Regions from separate parts of the Pan troglodytes genome. Here region 1 is linked to region 2. Evidence: chromatin contacts called from public HiChIP or PLAC-seq data. All regions are on one chromosome and are shown on one strand. Each heading gives the region's core, a stretch centred on a gene start, on an enhancer-like site or on the middle of the called end of the contact. The rest is flanking DNA. Distances are from core to core; before and after follow the strand shown.

What was found. HiChIP or PLAC-seq counts read pairs in DNA pulled down with a chosen protein or histone mark.
Region 1: a contact with region 2 is called in an H3K4me3 HiChIP or PLAC-seq map of stem cell-derived excitatory neurons, with 2.7 times the contacts expected there. The contact joins the promoter of SEC22A here to the promoter of PDIA5 in region 2. A contact is called at or near these places in 1 of 7 Hi-C or Micro-C datasets (stem cell-derived neural progenitor cells) and 1 of 1 datasets of contacts at active chromatin or transcription factors (stem cell-derived excitatory neurons).

The regions. Positions count from the first base shown.
Region 1 is chr2:126,472,565-126,475,556 of NHGRI_mPanTro3-v2.0_pri, forward strand. SEC22A (SEC22 homolog A, vesicle trafficking protein) reads left to right here and starts at 1,706. Exons shown (of 7, transcript XM_516699.8): 1 at 1,706-1,828.
Region 2 is chr2:126,329,143-126,331,929 of NHGRI_mPanTro3-v2.0_pri, forward strand. It overlaps PDIA5 (protein disulfide isomerase family A member 5), which reads left to right and starts at 1,390. Exons shown (of 17, transcript XM_001151831.8): 1 at 1,390-1,602. The coding sequence starts at 1,561.

The DNA.
Region 1 (2,992 bases), core at 456-2,955, 140 kb after region 2:
GCATGATCTTGGCTCACTGCAACCTCTGCCTCCCAGTTTAAGCAATTCTCCTACCTCAGCCTCCCAAGTAGCTGGGATTACAGATGCCTACAACCATGTCTGGCTAATTTTTTTGTATTTTAGTTGAGATGGGGTTTCACCATGTTGGCCAGGCTGGTCTTGAACTCTCAACCTCAAGTGATCCACCCCCACCCCCGGCCTCCCAAAGTGCTGGGATTACAGGCGTGAGCCATCGCGCCCGGTCAGAATATTCTAAAATTTATTCATTTCATGAACATTCTTATACATATGTTTTCTGGTGAATATATGAATACATTTATGTTGAGTATATATCTAGGACAAAATTTATGTTAGTTCAGGCCTTTCTTCTGAACTCTAGACCTACATATCCAAATCTACTTGACATCTCCATTTATAGGCATTTCAAATTTAACATATTCCAAACCATTTGCTCCTCTTTCTGTGTTCCATGAGTCAGTAAATGGCTTCTTAATCCATCTAGTTACTTAAGGAGTCATCCTTAATATTCCTCTTTGTTGACCCTTCCCGGCAAACCAATCCGTTATGAAGTCCCTTGGATACCATTTATAATTTATACATATCTTGAAATTATCTACCTCTTTCTGTCTCTAACTCCCATTACACTAGTTCAAGCCACCATCATTTCTGGCTTTGCCTGATGCAACTGCCTCCAAATGGCTTTCCAGCAGCCCTTCTTGCCCTCTTCCACACTATTCTCCACAAACAGCCTGAGTGATTCTTAAATATGCAAATAGGATCCTACTTAATAGTCTTTATTAGCTGCCCATTGACCTTGGGCTGAGATGAGACAAGGGCCAGACCATGCTGGCTCTTATTGGCCACATTACAGATTTCCGGCTGTATTTTGGAAGATATCTTAAGGTCAACGGGCAAAGTTTCTCCTTGCTCCCTACACTCCATCCACACTGACTTCCTTTTAGTTCCTAGAGCACACGAAGTTCTTTCATGCCCCAACAACCTCACACAATATTTCCTTGGCGGGGAACATTCTCTAAGTCTCTTTAATATGCCTGCCGCTTAAAAGGCACTTATTCAGAGGTCTCTTCCCTGATAGTCCAAAATTAATTGATCATTGCACCCACTAATTTTCCCTCCCAATACTGACAATTTATAATTCTGTAACTAACTATTTATGCTTTAATGTCTCTTGCTTCGATTACTCCTTAAATTCCATCAAGCGTTATGTCCACTCCTGTAACCCCGTGCTTAACACGGTGCTTGGCACATGGTAAACAGTCAGGAAATGCCTGTTTAATAATGCATGACCGATGCGAAGGCTGGAAGGGGTCTCAGGGTCAGTATCTGGCACTTTTCTGCCATGGTTAGTTTCCTTGTGTGTGGGAATAGACGGGGCCAGGTCTTCTCCTTGCCCACCCAGAGGGGGCTTTTCTCCCTATCCCCTTTATAAGTGTCTGCTGTAGGGCCGCGTGTGAGAGACAAAATGCCTGCAGAAACAGGGCGGCGAGCGGAAGACATTGGCCATATTTCTGAAGTCAACGTAGTTCTGTCATCGGAGGATTCTGTACTTTTCTGGCGCAGGTGCGAGAGAAGCTGCCAATCTCTCCTGGAGCGGGTGGGACTAAGGAGGGCCCCGGGAGCTGGCGGGTTGTTGTGTCCTTCCTGCAGAACCCGATTGGCCTGGGCGAGCCGAGGGAACGGGGGCGTGGTTTGATTCCGCGGGCGCGAGCCACGTTGGACGCGCCGCAGCCCCGCCGAAAGGTCCCTCCCAGGCCCCACAATGCACTGCGGGGCGCGTCACTCGGAGCGGCGGGGCCCGTCTCGACAGGTACTCCCCGGCCCCTCCCAGTCCTCTTCTTCCTTTCTTAGGGGTCGTTCGAATCCCTGCCAGCCTCTCCGCTCGCTCTCCCTGCCTCTCGCCACAGCCTCGGTCTTCGCCCTCGGGACTGAAGACCTACCCCACGGGCAGGAGCCAAGTCCGTGCCTTTGGGGTGGGGGTCGGGGCCGCGGAGCTCTGGAGGGACGGGCAAGCGGGGACCCCGTCCCCTTCGACTTGAGGGTTCTCTGGGGCCAGGCGGGCGGCGGTTGCGCCTCGTCTGAGCCGCCTCGGGTATTGGGCAGCCAGGAAAGGAGTGTCTGAAGGGGAGGGACAGTCGCACTTGGCTGTCAGCATGGTGGTGGGGATTCCCTGGCGCCCAGGTGTCAGAAACACGGTGATCTACCTGTGTAGGTGGCCCATGAGAGCTTGAGGTGGCATTTCCTATTTCTTTTAGGCAGAATGGGACTTGAACCAGTGTCTTACTTTACGTCTTGTGGGGATGGAGTGAGCACTGAGCCCAGATATTTGCCCGCGTTGGCTCACGGAAATCTCTTGAGACCCTGTCTCAAGAGTCACTTTGGGAACGATGTGGCAGAAGGGAGACCTGAGCAATTGGCTCGGCAAGTGGAGGAGGCTTCCAAAAGAAAAGGACAAGCCCCAGCTGGCTTGAATCTCTCTGCCAGTGAAGACAGCTTAAGATAATTTTTCCCTGCTGCTTAGTTTCCTGGATCATCCACCTGGGGCAGGGGGCGAGCTTGAGAACCAGTCCCTCCTATGCCTATTCAGCCAAGGCAAAGCCTAGCCCAGAGCAAAAGTATCAGCCACCAGACTGGAGATGTTGGGATCTTCAGTCAGGGGAACAGCCACTTTTCAAACTCTGAATCACTTTCCATGTTACTGATATTTGCTTACATGCTAAGATTGTAAGGAATCAGGCAATGCCTTAAATGGTACCTACAATTTCTGATATATTAAGGTTCATTCAGTATTTGACTCTGACACCTGTGACCATATCCTAAAGTAATGGGACATTCGGGTATTTCCTATGTTGAAAACCGTCACATCTGTTTAGTGCCTTTTTTTTTTTTTTGCATGCAACTGGTTAAAATCGAAGTATATCTTATGTTGGTATATGAAAGAGGCCTAGGTCCTATCACAGGGGTGCCTGTGACC
Region 2 (2,787 bases), core at 140-2,639:
CAGAGGCCCAGCGTTTGGGGACCCCTGCTTTAGCACAGGGAATGGGTTCAATAAAGAGTTTTTTTCTTTTGAAAATTTTTACTCAGGTAAAATTCGCATAACATCAATTAACCATTTTAAAGTGTACAGTTTAGTGGCATTTAGTACCTTCACAATGTTGTGGAACCATCATCTCCATCTAGTTCCAAAATGTTTTATCACCCCCAAAGGAGTCCCTATACTCATTAGGCAGTCATTCCCCATTCCTTCCTCCCCACCCCCACTACTATGCTTTCTGTCTCTGTGGATTTACCTATTCTAAATATTTCATAAGATGTAATCACATCATATGTGACTTTTTGTGTCTGGCTTCTTTCATTAGCATACATTTCTGAGATTCATTCATTGTAGAATGTATTAGCATTTTATTCCCTCCCCCCTCCCTTTTTTTTTTTTTTTTTTTTTTTTGAGACAGGGTCTCACTCTGTGGCCTAGGCTGGGGTGCAGTGGCATGATCTCGGCTCACTGCAGTCTCCATATCCCAGGTTCAAGCAATCCTCCCGCCTTAGCCTCCCAAGTAGTTGGAACTACAGTCCCTTGCCACCACACCAGCTATTTTATTTTATTTTTATTTTTAGCAGAGATGAGGTCTTGCTATGTTGCCCAGGCTGGTTTCAAACTCCTAGTCTTACACGATTCTGCTGCCTCAGCTTTCCAAAGTGTTGGGATTACAGTCATGAGCTGCCCTGCTGGGCCACTTTATTCCTTTTAATGGCTAAATAACATTCCATTAGATGGATGTATCACACTTTGTTTACCCATTCATCCTTTGACAGACGTTAGAGTTGTTTCCACCTTTTGATTATTGTAAATAGTGTTGCTGTGAACACTGGTGTACGTGCATTTGTCTGAATACCTGTTTTCAATTCTTTTGGGTATTAGCCTAAGGGTGGAATTGCTGGTCATATAGTAATCTATGTTTAACTTTTTGAGGAGCCACCAGATTGTTTTCCAACAGCTCAATAATGTTTTACTGAAGTTAAATAGAATAAGCAGGAGGGAGTCTGGGAGGCAGGGATGAGGGCTTTTCCTGTCCTTCACAGGCAGCCCTGGACTCTGCCATTTACCGGCTGTGTGATCTGGATCAACGTACTTAAATTCCCTGGGCTGCCTCCTAATCCTCAAAGTGGAGAAAATAAAACCTAATTTCTGTGAGCTGCGTGAGATACTGTTTCTGAAGCTCCAGGCACAGAGTAAGCCCCCGCGCATTAATTGCCTTCCCTTACTCCCTGACCTTGCCTTTTCGCACTTCACTCGCTGCCACGTGGCCTCGGAGCCCAGTCCGCACCCGCAGCCCCCAGCTGAGCCAGGCTGCAGACTACAACTCCCAGCGAGCACTTCTTCCCGGCCGCCTCTCCCCAGCTGCTGCGCATGCTTTGGCAGACGTGGCACCGGGAACTCGGAGGCGGGGAGCGGCTGGGAAGTGGCCGTGGTGGTTGGCCGCGGTGGAGCTAGCAGGCGGGCGGGCGGGAGCGGGCGCCGGAGTGGAGAAAGGAGCCAGCGGTGGGCAGCGCTGCTGGGATGGCGCGGGCCGGGCCGGCGTGGCTGCTGCTGGCAATCTGGGTGAGACTGTGGGGCAGGGGTCCGGGCCGGGCCAGCACGTGTGTCCCGCGTGCCCTTCTGCGCTCTCTGCTCCAGCCCTCTGCGGAACGTGCGGGGAGCTGCCCCGGGGCACCGGGATGAGGGCGTGCATGCCAGGCAGGCGGGCACTGGGTGCTACGCGGGAGACAGCGGGAGTCCCGGTGCCCTCGCCGCCAAGCGCTCCCGGACGCAGGGGCAGGAGGCAGCTGTGGGGCGCCGGGAGATCCCTGGCAGGGTGCTTACGCCACGGCCACAACTTTGCGGGGATGCAGGTCGGGGCACAGCCGGTCGGGCAGGACGCCGGCGGGCTGCGGGGTGAGCTCCGCCCCAGACTCCGAGCCCTGCACCTGTGTGAGTGCGGGGTGGGATGGGGGTGCTTACTACCTGCACTGCCGGAAACCTTGGTTTAGGGCCACCTTGTTCTTGGTTTCGGCCCCAGGCGTCTGGGAAACTGCGGGCCACCACCTGGGCCTCCGCCCACAGGCCAGGCTCGGTGGGCTGGGTGGGGTCGACGTAGCCCGCCCCGGCAGAGGAGCTGCTCCTACACCCAACTGAGGCGGGCTCGAGCCTCAGCCACTTTCTAGCTGTGTGACGCGGCGGTTCATTTAATGTATCTGAGCTAGTCTCCTCATCCATGATATAGAAAGGCAAAGCTACCCCCATAGGGTGGTTCTGAGAGTCGGATGAGGTCTCAGTGGAGGAAGCTGTGTAAACTGCAAAATCTTACAAAAGTGGAAAAGGAGTGGACTCCAAGAGTAGTTTGCTACACTTGGTGGGGGGGACTCCAGGCATCCCTGAGAGAGGTCGGAATGGGTGTGCCTGCCGGTCCAGGTCTGGGGTTTGGCCTTCGTTTCGCTGTGGGTGTGCGATGAGATATTGTGGCCTCCTTCCCCATCTTTTCCATAACTTATGCCCTCCCTTATTTTAGGACCATCCTGGTTCTTTTCCTCTGAAGTTCCAGGGAACTTCCTGTTCCTGGCACCCTCCCCCCAACCCAGATTTTCCCGTTCTTTTCCATTTGGGTGTGGCAAGGCCACTGGGCAAATGGGAGGAGAAAAAGTGTGGGTTGAGTTGCTTGAAACACTTCCATCTCCCAATACCCTGGCCTTTTGGATCACCAGTGAGGAGTGGCCTGGTACTCTCTGGTTGGAAGTGGGTGGGGAAGGA